2 separate regions of the Mus musculus genome follow, and region 1 is linked to region 2. A link is a contact called in public Hi-C data. All regions are on one chromosome and are shown on one strand. Each heading gives the region's core, a stretch centred on a gene start, on an enhancer-like site or on the middle of the called end of the contact. The rest is flanking DNA. Distances are from core to core; before and after follow the strand shown. Region 1 overlaps Cpq (carboxypeptidase Q). Region 2 overlaps Cpq (carboxypeptidase Q).

Region 1 (6,976 bases), core at 2,420-4,919, 140 kb before region 2:
AGACTAGGCTGGCCTCGAACTCCGAAATCTGCCTGCCTCTGCCTCCCAAGTGCTGGGATTAAAGGCTTGCGCCACCACTGCCCAGCCATAGAGCATTTTCTTAGTTAGTGATTAATAGGGGAGGGCTCAACTCATTGTGCATAGTTCCCTCCCTTGGCTGGTGGTCTTGGGGTCTGTAAGAAAGCAGGCTGAGCAAACCATGCGAAGCCTCTAATTAAGCCTCAATAAAATGATAGAATAAGTAGCTTAAACCACAAACAATATGCCTCTAAGCAATTATCATATTCTTATGCTGATGTAATGACAGAGACATCAGAGGAAACTTGGAAATTAGGAAATAACATTGTATAACCCATCAGAATAAGAAAATCTCCTTTACAAGACTTTATGCAATGAATTGTTAGGGAGGTGCTAGGTTGATTTTAGGAATGATTTTTGTTATGGTTTGAATCTTAAATGTCTCCTGAGACCCTTGATCCACACTGCAGCAGTACTGATTGGTGGGGTGTTTGTTTGCAAGGTGAGTAGACTATAAAGACCTTATGAATTGGTTAATATACTTATTCATAGCTTAGAGGGTTTGGAAAGGAGAGTCTTATAAAGGGATATGTTCTTGCTTCCTGACCACCATAAAGTGTAAGCAGTTTGCTTGCATGATGTTCTTCTGTCTACCTTGTCATGAAATCAGAAATAACAGAGCCAAATAATCATGGGCCAAAATCTGTGAAAGTGTGAACCAGAATAAACCTTTCCTCCTTATAGAATAATTACTACTGATACTTCTTTACAGGGATGGGCAGATGACTAATATGAGTTTTATTCTGATTGACTAATCTAGTCAAGTCATAGCAAAAACTTCAGTGTCTGTTTTCTATTATTTTACTTATGAGCTGTTGCCAAAAATCCATGTATATACTTTTTTGGCTGGAAAATTTGCTTCCTTGGAGAGAACATTTTAGAAAGTGCAATAAAATTCCAGGTGAATTTAAAAATTCACATACTAAGCACCAGTAGTTTTTATCTATTTCTTAGATATACAATAACTTAATGAATTTTCAGTAGCTTAGTAAATTTCAACAGGTATTAAAATAATTAAGCCAATATTTTACAAGATAGCATAATTATAAAATAAAGGTAGCTATTAATCAGAATATAATTTTAAAAATCAGTCTGGGCAATGAATTTTGTCCTATCACTTAATTTTATTTGTATATATTAATAAAAGCACATTATTAAGGCATATTTACTAAGAAAATATAGTGAATTACTTTCACTCCCATAAAGATTAACTAAACATGTTCATTAAAATATTTCTTAGATTTTATAAATGGAAAATAGAGTTACATTGAGAGAAAAAAAAAACAATAATTTTTTACATGTTTTTCTCCACAGCTGGTCCCATGTAAGCTTAGCCAGCTGTGCTGTGAAAGTTGACCCAACAAGAAGAAGACTGCGGATGCAGCTTTATAATAATACACTACCTCCATGCAAAATACTTGCTGTTGAATATAGTCCACAAAAAAATTACAAAATTTTCTTTTCCTATAAAACAGTACAGAGATTATTGCATGGGAATACTGTGAAACTATAATTTTTATCCTAAGACTGTGGGCCCATAAATATCTTCTGTAGAGAGACTACTAGTACAACTAGTGTAAAAGTTATTGTTGTAAGGTACAAGAGTAACGAATAAGCTTTTGTCACGTAAAGACTGATGTGGAAGGGTTGTTCTGAAAAATCCTGACAAAATGTAAAAGGTCACAGAAGCCCTGAAATTGGCAAGATAGATGTCAGCGTTAGCAGAATTAGCTTCACTGATTTAGAAAAATAGAGGTGCACAATGCTCTGGCTACTCCTCGAACCTGTGTGTCTGCCAATGTTCTGACCAGGTGTGTGCCCATTGCTGCACCTTCATTAGACTCTTTCCTTGTACCCCTCCCATACCCATTTCTTGAGAATAGACATTGTTTAGATCTGGAAATCCCCTACTCTCCCCCTTCTCCTTTCCCCCCTGAGGGCCTATAAACACTGGGACCTCTTTCCCCTCGAGGTCGACTCCTCTATCCCTGCGTGGGATATGAGTTGTCCCCAGAGCTCTGGCTTTCCCCGAATAAAGCCTCATGTGGTTTGCAACAAGCTCGGTTTATCGTGAGTTCCTGGGTGTCTGCTATTGTCCTGAGGCCTGAGCGAGGGGCTCCTCTTTCAGTTCCACTTCTTGTTATTGTTCTATGACAAAGGACCTCACTGTGATGTTACTTGTGAACTGTTTACACTTCTGAAACTGTGAATAACCTGTTTTATCCCCACTCCTGGGACTCATGATTTGCTTGTACATTCATACTTTTATGTATTTTTACATTATTTTATGTGTATGGTGTTTTGTCTGCACACATGTTTGTGATCCTTGTGCTTGTCTGGTACACATAGAAGTCAGGGGAGGGCATCAGATCCTTAGGGCTGGATGTCAGGGAGATTACAAGTTAGTATGTAGGTGCTGAAAATAGAAGTTTGGTCCTAGCCAGGTGGTGGAGGTGGTGGGGCACGCCTTTAATCCTAGCACTTGGGAGGCAGAGGCAGGTGGATTTCTGAGTTCCAGGCCAGCCTGGTCTACAAAGTGAGTTCCAGGACAGCCAGAGCTATACAGAGAAACCCTGTCTCAAAAAACCAAAACCAAAAAAAAAAAAAAAAAAAAAAAAAAGAAGAAGAAGTTTGCTCCTCCTCCTCCTCCTCTTCCTCCTCCACAGCAGGCATATACATACTTTCTTCCCCTGTTTACCTGGGGACAGTTAAATAGCTTCTCTTTGAGCTAATGTTCAACTTGTTCTCAAGGTTTCCTGTCCCTATACACTTTACTCTTTAAAAGTTGCTCTCTGAAGTAACCCCCCATCTACAGTGTTGAAGAAGGTTTGTAGATTAGAAAATTGTGGTCTTCCACAGTAGCCTTCTTGCTTCAGGAAGCACCGACTCCTAAGTTTAATATCCGACCAGGCAGTCCTCTGTGTTCCCAGTTCAGAGATCTGTGAATGACTCCCTCCTAACACCACGAAGCTGATGCTGCTTGTTGACTCCAGGTATCAGGGCCTCAAATCCCAGGACTTCAGAGAGAGAGCTTGGCTCAGTGGGGAGGCAATGGTTCTCTAGCTTCCTGCCATATATGAGCACAGCAGAACTATTAAGACTCTTAAGAAAATGGCAAGACTCAGCTAAGAGTTTTATAGGGCCATGAGTATGATCAGACAATAGAAGGGCCATTAGCCACACATAGCATCTTCATCTCACCAGAACATTCTTGCTGACAGGACTGGGTATTGGCCAGTTAGTTGGCCACAAAGGACTAAAAATTCTTAGACAATTATAGAGAATTTTAAAACCCAAATTCAAACCAATGCTTTTGGTTTATGCTGCTATTACAAATGTTAGTGTTCAGCAGATGTTGGATAGTTTTACCTTATGTAGCTCATAATACTGGGAGGCACCAATTCCTCCTTGTTCTTCTGCAGTCCAGAGCACCAGGCGCAGAGTCCTCTTTGGACGCAGCCCTGGGAAAATAATAAAACGCACGTCAATTTGTTTTGAATGTTTTTAAAGTGGTGGAGACCTCATCAGCACTGTGGCGATAAGAGTGAATTAGAGGCACCCGTCTCTTGCTGGTGTTATCATGCACACCTGCTTCAGGGTACAGATGACAGCACAAGGGTACAGCTTCAGAAATAATCTCCAGGGCAAAGTAAAAGTGAAAGTGGTTATGACCCATGTTATTTTCAGGGCCTAGTGTGTGGTCAAGTTCTGTGAAGTATTTATTATACTAATCTAGAAGGCAATGTCAGGAGGAGCCTAAGATCTTAAAGCCTCCCAGAGCTGTCAGTTGGAACCAAATCCCTTAACAGTACTTCAGGATACAGTGAGCAGGGATCACCTTAGCATGAATCCATGGACAAGGTTCTCACGCTCTCCACAGGAACTTAATAACTAAGAGGCTGATGCAAGGTCTGTGGTTAGTCATGGCCATGTACTGGAAAACAGAGTCATTCTGACAAGGTCAATGAAATGTAATTGAAGGAGCCTGCCATTTTTTCACATTACTTCACTAGCAGCATGGCAACCACCTCATGGATTTGCAATAAATAATGAGTATAGATAGTCCCAGACTCAACTTACTAATTTCTACATTGTAACCAAATATGTAGCTATTTAGTAGAAAACCACGTTTGGATTCTGAGGTTTTGTCTTTTCTTGTGCCAGAGACCAGCAGGATGATGCTTTCTCATATGACTGGACAGCAGTAGGAACAAACCACAGTTCCTAGTGGGTCACATGATTACAAGGAACAACCACCAATGCCCTCCACTGTGTGAAGTTGCTGTCACAGGATGCTTGACAGGTGAAGTGCTTGAACATACTTAGGATAGTGGTTCTCTACCTTCCTAATGCTGCAACCCTTTAATATAGTTCTTCGTGATGTGGCATCCCCCAACCATATGGTTCTTTTTATTGCTACCCATAACTGTAATTTTGGTCCTGTTATAAATTGTAATTTAAATACCTCTGTTTTCCAATGGTCTTGGGCAAACCCTGTGAAAGGGTGGTTTGACCCAGCAAAGGGGTCACAACGGTTGAGAACCACTGACTTAGGATTTTTCCTCACAACTTATAATGGTTTGGCAAGGATGCAGCCACCACTCTAAGCTGAGATCCTTTTACTTCAATTCTCAAGTTTTTAACTAATGGTAAACTTGTCACACCTAGAGTCTTGTTTTTTGGAGGGGGGTTACCAGGACTCTCCAGGAATCATTAACTGCAGATTAACTATTAACTTTTGTCTCAATTTTGAAAGTATGATAAAACAATGTTTTAAGTGAGCCACTTTGCTACCAAGGGCTAAAATTTCTCCTGCTTTTAACCTGATAATTGCTAGTAAGTAGCAAAAGCAGAGAATATAAAAGTGGCCTTCAATCTTATTCTAATGATTCATCCACCTTCCTGCAGGTGAAGTGTTAGAGATGATCGCAGTGGATTTTTCAGTGGCTCTGAGGCAGCCATATTACCAATCTCAGGTATATCCACATACCTGCAGCTTTCCACAAGCTACAGTTTGGGCAGTAAATGCTCCTGAGCCATCAAGCCCATCCTGCCCGCTCCAGGCACTGACACATTCTCCTTGCAGAAGCCTGATGATAAGAATCTTGAGGTAAGGAGCTCTACTTCCCTTGAGGTGAGCATAGCTGTGACATCATTTCACATGGAAACATTAGGTGAAAAAACCCAGGTCCCAGATGCCTGCAGTCTGAGTTCCTGGGAAAGCCTGAGCAAAGTACCTCCTCAGGAAATACTGCTGACACTTCTTTACAGTCTATATAGAGCCCAGGTCATTAGTCTCTGGTCCAAAGTTCCAGCCTCGACTGACTGAACCATTTCGGCCACCTATCTCTCTTGCTGCTGCAGCCCTCTCCTTCCCTCAGATGATTGTGGCTGGAAGGATCTTTGCAAAAGTGAAGCCAGACCACACTATTTTTCTGACCCAAACCTCCAATACTACTAGCTTCTGAAAGGCAAAGATTTAGAGTTTAAGTTATCTTTTCTTTTTTTTAAGCTACAAGTATGGTAGGGCCAACATGTAGAGATCAGAGGACAAATTGTGTTTTTTTTTCCTACCATTTGGGTCCTGGGATCTAACTCAGGTGCCAGGCTTAGCAAAAAATGCCTTTAACCAGTGAGCCATATTTACTGGTCCTAGTTTATACTCAAATTTTTAAAAATATGGTAAGGTTATGGATGTTCTGCTTGTACCTATGTATGCATTAGGTTCCCTAGAACTGAGGAGGCTAAAAGAGGGATCAAGTCCCCTAGAACTGGAATTACAGTTCAAATAAAATTCAAAGCTACTTTTACAGCTACATGTCTTCCTAGAATGTTTCTTCAAGCTCATTTCAAGGTTTTATATGTGAGAAAGGGGGTCATATCTAGTAAATCCCACCTTTGATGGTTCACAGCTGTGTAGCTACTCAGTAGTTGGTGGAACCCAGCCTGCTTGTTTGACAAGTAGAGATCATATTATAGATCTGTGCTATAATTCTTCCTCTCGATGGCCAGAATGATGTATGAGGCATGCAATTGACATTAATAATGAACTGTAAAGCTACATGATAACTGTCTAGGACAAAACATACTTTTCACACACACCCAGAGGAAAAGAATCACTTACATACTCAGAGAGGAAATCCTTCCAAGGTCTTTAAGGAATTGGCAATGAAGAGAGGAAGCACCCAACACTGGCTCCATAGTCAACTATAACAGTCAACTATGGCATAAACTTCACAAAGTTGTCAAGGAAAGTGATGTAATCAGGATTTCTAAAGATCTTTGTCCAATTTTTTTTAAAGTATACTTGATGGTATTGTAGAGATGGCTATGTGGCTAAGAATATTGCTACTTTTGTAGAAGACTTGGGTTTTTTCACAATAGACTGGAACTCCAATTCCAAAGAGATCTGAAGTCCTCTTCTTCCTCCATGGGTACCAGAGAAATATGTAGTGTATGAACATACATGCAAGCATTGACAAATACACATAAGATAATAATAAATAAATCTTAAAGAAAAAGATGTAGACTGGTATGGTGGTGACACCATTAATTTCAGCACGTGGGAGGCAGAGGCAGGTGGATCTCTGTAAGTGTGAAATCATTGTAGTCTACAAAGAGAGTTCCAGGACAGCCAGAGCTACACAGAAAAACCCTATCATGAAAAAAAAAAAAAACAAAACAAAACCCAAAAGCCTAAAACCATACAAAAAAGAAAGAAAGAAAGAGAAAAAGGAAAGGAAAAAACAAAAAACAAGAAAAGAGAAAAAGATGTGCTTGAAGATTATGTAAGTCAAATAAGCTTTGTGTGTGTGTGTGTGTGTGTGTGTGTGTGTGTGTGTGTGCAGCAAAGGAAAGAGTAATATATACTAGTGTTGCATACTTTAAAGAAAATCTA
Region 2 (6,664 bases), core at 1,604-4,103:
CCATATGTGTGGTTCATCTGGAGCTACGTGTGGCTGCCTGGTTGCTTTGCTCCATGTGCCTGTGTGCTTAGTAGAATTAAGGGATTTAATGGAGATTTCTCTTCACAAAGAGGACTGCTACTCACTACCATTTCCCAGCCCCAAAGTCATTTTTCTATTTTCTAATAAACATCGAACTTCATTTCTACGAAAAGAAGAGAACATTCTGGTACATAGGAATTCATATGTGAAGGGGAAGTAGGGAGGGTGAAGCAGGAGACAGCAGAAGAGCCAACAGCCAGGTGGCCTCCCCTGAGTAAAGATGGAGCCCCTTCACACACTCTCCACAGGAAGGTGCCCACCCTGCCTTGCTCTCTCACATGCAGCTCAGCTCAGCCCACTTCAAGATGTAAGCAATTTCAAGGGAGCACATATGGTCTCATTCTGAGAAGCAAATGGAGGTTTGATCTCTGAGACTATTTAAAGATCCAAAGCCTGCAGCACTATAACCAGGTTGTTTCACTTAATACTCCTTTGAGGTAGGCCAGACTCTACTGTTTCCTTTAAAGAACTGGCAAAGGAATTCACATCCATTTATGCTAGTATTATTCGAATTAAGCTCTAAAGAAACTATATAAAAGCATGTGTTTGGCCAGCTCATGCCTGATTTAATACAATTATGTAAAAGTAATAACCTGTTTATGTGGCCCTGAGTGCTCAAAATAGCTTTATCTTTTAATGTGCTTTTTAATAAGTATTTTTAGCCATCATAATTAGAGTGAAACTTTGAGACGCATTTGACATAAAAAGCCTAGATTAAAACAAACAATATGTTTACAAAGATGTACTCAGCATATACAAGATATCCCTAATGCAGATGCTGAACAGAGAGAATGCCTCTGCCACCTTGCCTACAGTGAAAGAGTAAGGAAGAGAGTAACCTCAAATAAAGTAGTGGGTAAAACTGGAGAAATATCATTTCTTACTTCTTTCAGTAAAATAAATTTATGTCATTTGTTAAAGAACTTCTGCATGACATTCGTCTAGCAAAAGCTTCCTAATGAGGGAAAAAAACATCATAAAGAAATTCTTCATGGCTTTGGGGGTGTGAGGCTAGGCACTTTGCCATTCTGTCATTGAGGACTGTGCAGACAGCAGCTGCATTAATCCTTACAGTGTCCACCAGCACTGAGTACTGTGATGGTCACTTCTTAGATAGGCCAAGTGTGACTTGGAGAATACATTTGATGTCCAGTAGTCACACTGTCAAACCTGGACTTATGCTCTGGGCTAGCTGACTCTTTTGCCCATATTTCTCTCATCAGAACAGGGCTGCTTCTGGGCTGTTTTGTAAGCCTGGGTTCTATAAAGTATCCACAGACTTTGCAAAAAGCAATGGCAAAGGAAATAGTAGCAGGCCACATGAGAAAACCTCTGAATGTTAATGCTTACATTTAACATTTTTACGTGCTTTCCTACATAAGGCTTCCAAGATGGAAATATTTAGTTTTACTGTTGAAAAGGACTGGTTTTCAGGAGCTTGTTTACTATATCATAGTTGAAGGCAGCTCAGTGACAGCCTGACAGCAGGGGAGAGGACCTTACACAGGAGAGGCAAGACGTGAGGGAAGCCACTGTGATGTTGCTATCATGAGGAATAACCAAAGCACACTGGAAATGAATAGAAGCCTAGAGGCCAGCTGAATGCAGAAGAAGCTTCCCATATGGAGAAGGGTAATGGTAGAAAGAGACTCAGGCTTCTCTCTTTTTGCCAAATTTTGAGTTCTTGGATCTTCACTAAGAACATGCACCAGCCTAAGCCTTACTGGCTTGGAACTGAACTTTGGCACCAAAACAGGGAGGTCTCTTCATTCATGAGCTACTCATTCTCATGTGGACAGAAGAGCCGTAGATATTGTCTGATATGTTTTATTCTGTTTTGTTTCTTTAACTCTTCTCATTGCCAACCTGCAGCCTCATGCTCTGTTATTTTACTTACCCAGGGGACTAAATGTATGCAAATTAAAGAAATATTGAAATAAGTTTAAAACAACAACAACAAAAACAGAGACTAAATTCACACAAATTAAAGAAATATTGAAATAAGTTAAAAAAAAATCAAACAAAAAACCAACCAAACAAACAACCAACCAAACAAACAAACAAAAATGCTTTGGTTACCTTATCCTAAAACAGTTTGTGACTTAGCAAGATGGTTCAGCAGGTCATTCAACCAAGTCTGATGACCTGATTTTTGTTGGTAGGGTCCACATGGTCATAGAAGAAAAATGAGTTCAGTAAGCTGTGTCTGACCTCCAAGTGTGCATTGTGGCATGTATGTGCACAAACACATGAACAAAGAGACATACATACATACATACATACATACATACATACATATAGACAGACACATAAAAACACACATGTACACAATCCCACACACATGATGCAGTAAAAACTACAAATGTCTCAACCACAGTTATTAAATGATAGATACTGTTGTTGCTTTATCTTTCAGTCATGTCCTATATGCTACCCTGTTCTGCTGACTTCCAGTGCCATGAGCAACTTGATCAAGCACTGTAAAAGGGAAAGAGAGTGATTGTGTTTTGAAAGAGACAGTTTGAAAGAGTGGTAATTTGATAAATCCTATAACTTAATGAACTTTTCCACTTTAAAAAAGCCTAAGTAATCTAAAGTGACTATGTCTTCCATTTCTACATGATCCCTCTCCACAAATGTTCCTTTATTTTCCATTGACAAGGCAGGATAATGACCAAAGCTCCTAAGATGTCCACTCCCATCCCTTCTCTGGGGGATTGATGTGACTCATTGCATTTGGCTATTACAACAATCTCTCTTTTCACAAAAACACTGGCCAATAACAGCAGGATGATCACATCATTTGCTCCCAGTAGTGTGAGAAAGAACTGCCCACACTCCCTAGCTCTGAAGACAGAAAATAGTCACAATTCTCCATCTCACTAAGAGAAATGTTCATGATCCTTAGATAGTAGTATACTGAGAAAAGGACAAGAAATTCTCCTCTTTAACAAGTGCCTCCAGTGGAAGTAAAGAATCAAAGGAGGGCTGCCTTGTGGCAAGCACAGGCCTCGAGATCCATTTTATTCCCACTGTTGCTGATGTAATTGTGAATTACTGCTGCATTTATAATTAAGAATGGAACAGATGGTAATGCTTAGCATTAGGCAATAAGGAGTGGCCATTAAAACAATCGAGAATGCCAGCAGTTTATATGATATCACAGGGTTAGTTTACCATAACAAAGTTTTATATCCATGGAAAAAGAGGTATTAAGGCCCCCTCGTTCTCATCACAGCTGTCCCTTTGTTGAAGATACATTGTACATCCTGGGAAGATTCCAACCTTTTTAAAATTGCTGGTCATATCTTGACTTTATTATGAGCAGTCATCACAAGTGGCAGAGCATGAAATCCAAGATGTAATATTCACCATCAAGAAGAGCAGTTGGGAAGGCACTGGAGATTCACTGGAATCACACTAGGATGGTACTGGGTGTCGGGCAGAGGTGGGGGGGAGGAAAATTCTAGAATTCTCCAAGAATATGGACAAAAGGCCAGACATCCTGAAGAGCATAAGGGTTACTTAATTGTAATACAAAATGAAGCAAAACTTCTCTTCCATTTCATGGTGGAAGGTTATCAGTGTGTGTAGCCAAAAGGGCAATAGTAATAGAGTTTGTCTACTAGCAATAGAAATATCAACTAGCTTTTAAGAAAATCTGCTTCCTGACTTTAACCTCTTCATGGATATTTTTGTCTCTGATAATGCGAGACTTCTAAACAATTTCTCAGCCTTGAAATTTGCCTACAGATTCTTCATCTCACTTCAGGCAGGCTTCTGTCTTATCAGGACATGATGGGACAGTCACTCTAAAGCAGTGTAAACTCTATGCCTAAGTTCACTTGTTTCAGTCTGCTGCTGTCCTTGATTGTCTCCATCTTTTCACCAGTGTCTGATATGTGCCAATCTCAGGCAATATCACTACTACTGAAAAATGAATTGTAGCAGAAAATTCTTGTTCACATTTAGAACACCCCAAGGCAGAGAATTAACAAAATTCTGTTATCAATAACGTAATATATCAAAGAATGATGATTAAAAATTAAAGAAATAATACAGAATAAAGATAGGCATAATAGGGTAGAGGCTTGAGAACTATCAATAACAATGTTCAAAATCTGTGAACTCATTTTCTGCTTGGCTGATCATTAAGAAAACACTCAATTTCCACATATATGACTATAGCCACACCTGGGATTCATTATGGTATAACTGCTGGAAAAATAAATGAAAGACATTTCATAGCAGCATCTTTCAAACCTTTCTCAATCAATGGTATGTGAGTTAAATGTAGGATAGTCCATATGGCATCTTGTCTTCCAATTCACCAGGATGTATGTACAGAATACTAAAACTAAGAAATGGAAACAGGAGAACAACATTGCGCCCAAGCAATTCTCAGATCTAGACACAAGGCTGGAGTTGATACATCAAGTACAGAACCACAGAGCTTAGTAATAAAACCATGGGCAGTGACAATTCCCACTTTGAAAGGTCTGCATTCCTGTCCTGTAGTGTTGGGAGCAAACTTGTTTGAACATTTACTGCCTTAAGTGCTTACTGGCATAAAGTCTTGGCCTCTGTGGGAAAGTACTAGCCCAGCTGAGTACAAATAGACATAAATCCTGAGAATAAATAGCTACAAATCTTGTGAATATGTGCCTTATAACCCATTCTGTTTTGATCTTCCTGCTGAACTGTTTACCCAGTCAGTATCTTGTTCCTGGGAACAGGTGCATTACAGAGAGACAAAGCAAGCCCCCTCCATCCTCCTTCTTGCTCCTATGAGTATATAACCTGTGTGGGAAAAATAAAAATTTGTCAGCTTGGTCAGGACTCTTGACTTGCTGTCTGTTCTTTGTGTTTCTTGTTCCCCCATTCTCTTCCAGGTGCCCCCAAGTCCCTGTTTGACTGTCCTGTGGGTCAGGGCACTGTAGTATCAACTCCTAACTAGGCACCAGTCCATTTCCTTCTCTGACAGCATCTGAGCAAGAATATAAACATGTGTCTCTGACATTGGTCACCATATACACAGTTTGTATTGTTTTATGCTTGCATTGAAGGAACTTATAATACATAAGAACCTTCTATCTTAGGACAAGGAGCAAAAGTGCTTAAAGCAATGATCAGAGAAGCAAAAATTTAAGCAAAAATTACCTGGATTTGAAACCAGGTTCACTTATTTATTAGTTATTAGATATTTTGATTCTGTAGTACCTCAGTTACCACATATGCCAACAGATTTATAATAACTCCACATGAGTCATAAGCTTTCTATGGGAACTGAATTATTTCAATATATCAAATAAAAATGTATGGCATGGAGTCAGTATCATATAATGAGTACTATTTCAATCATATATCTTGCAGTCTAACCATCATTCCTAGATCTCTGTTTGGGACCCTGTCTTTATTCTTGGTCCTCTAGATAGAGTATTATTTCTGAGATGAGCTTGCTGGACTTAACTCATCCTATCCAAACATGTAGGGTGATAAGTAGGGCATTTAGACACTTTGCTAGAGTGTACAACAATACCAGAAAAATCACACAAAGATCTTGAGAATAAACACACAAATTGTTTGAAGGTCAGCATTGCTTAAGTCTCTTGGAGAGGGCCCACAGCTTGGCTCTTGGCCCATCAAAAATAGGATTATTAGAAAGCCTCCAGTGAAAACGTGGCTACAAAATGGCAGAGATCACTTTGGTCAGTGACTTCAACAGCTAACTCAGAAATAAAAGACAGTAGTTTCTACACAGGATGCATTGCTAGAACACTTCCTCAATCTGTGCAATGACTTTCCTCTGGATTTCAGGACATTATCCAGCTCCCTTCCACTGTGCTTCCCAAGAAATCCTCAGACAAACACAGAATGAGTAATCCACTTTAATGTACCTTACCCTTTTGGAAGAGGTCTGGAAAAGTAATTCTATACCCATAGCTGTCTACTTGTGTCAATTCCCTATGTGCTGGGAATCAGTTCAAAGTATTTTCCCCATTATTGCTGCAGTAAGGGCTTGTGCAGAAAGCTCATGTGATATACCTTGCTCAGCTTCATCTGGCATTTCTCATTTTCTGCCCAGAGCTTTGTGTTCTTTTCGGTTATGAGGCTACCAGGAACCTACAGTTGTTTTGATGCATGGATAGAGCTGAAGGTACAATGGAATTGACAACCATGGGATAATGCTTGGTCAGAAGGGATCAGGAGCTGGAGGATAAACACTATACTCTGGAAAACAATTGTACATGAGGGTCTTAAGTGAACTCTAGTGGAGTATGTATAGGTAGGTAAGATAATAACTTTCAAGAGTTATGTGGGTCCTTAGGATCAATCTTAGGTCATCAGGCTTGATAACAAGTGCCTTTACCTAATAAGTCATTTTGGCCAGCCATTGTCTTCCTTCCTTTGCTGTTGCAAATCTACCTACTTCTGTTCCTTGATATAGTTTCCACCAATAAAGCACATGTCAATTCTTATCTCAGGTTTCTTTCAGAAAGGAACTTAAGCTAAGAAACCACCATAGAAAACTTTCCCCAGTATATGAACTTTATACAGCAATAAGACTTACAATAATCTTCAA

Evidence for each region. Hi-C and Micro-C count contacts between places; a contact is called where the count stands out from the background.
Region 1: a contact with region 2 is called in a Hi-C map of the C2C12 cell line, with 1.8 times the contacts expected there. The contact joins two enhancer-like sites. A contact is called at or near these places in 3 of 484 Hi-C or Micro-C datasets (the C2C12 cell line and uterus) and 1 of 115 datasets of contacts at active chromatin or transcription factors (fibro-adipogenic progenitors).

What each region holds. Positions count from the first base shown.
Region 1 is chr15:33,463,189-33,470,164 of GRCm38.p6, reverse strand. It overlaps Cpq (carboxypeptidase Q), which reads right to left. Exons shown (of 8, transcript NM_176073.4): 6 at 3,448-3,539. Among named protein-coding and RNA genes, the nearest start is that of 4930592A05Rik, 190 kb to the left of the region's middle. Within about 2 kb of position 3,669, at least 16 of the 459 cell types and tissues checked have an H3K27ac peak or open chromatin away from gene starts, as enhancers often do. A contact at or near this core is called in the C2C12 cell line, where this site is marked.
Region 2 is chr15:33,326,695-33,333,358 of GRCm38.p6, reverse strand. The region is part of intron 4 of Cpq (carboxypeptidase Q); the gene reads right to left. Among named protein-coding and RNA genes, the nearest start is that of Cpq, 250 kb to the right of the region's middle. Within about 2 kb of position 2,853, at least 20 of the 459 cell types and tissues checked have an H3K27ac peak or open chromatin away from gene starts, as enhancers often do. A contact at or near this core is called in the C2C12 cell line, where this site is marked.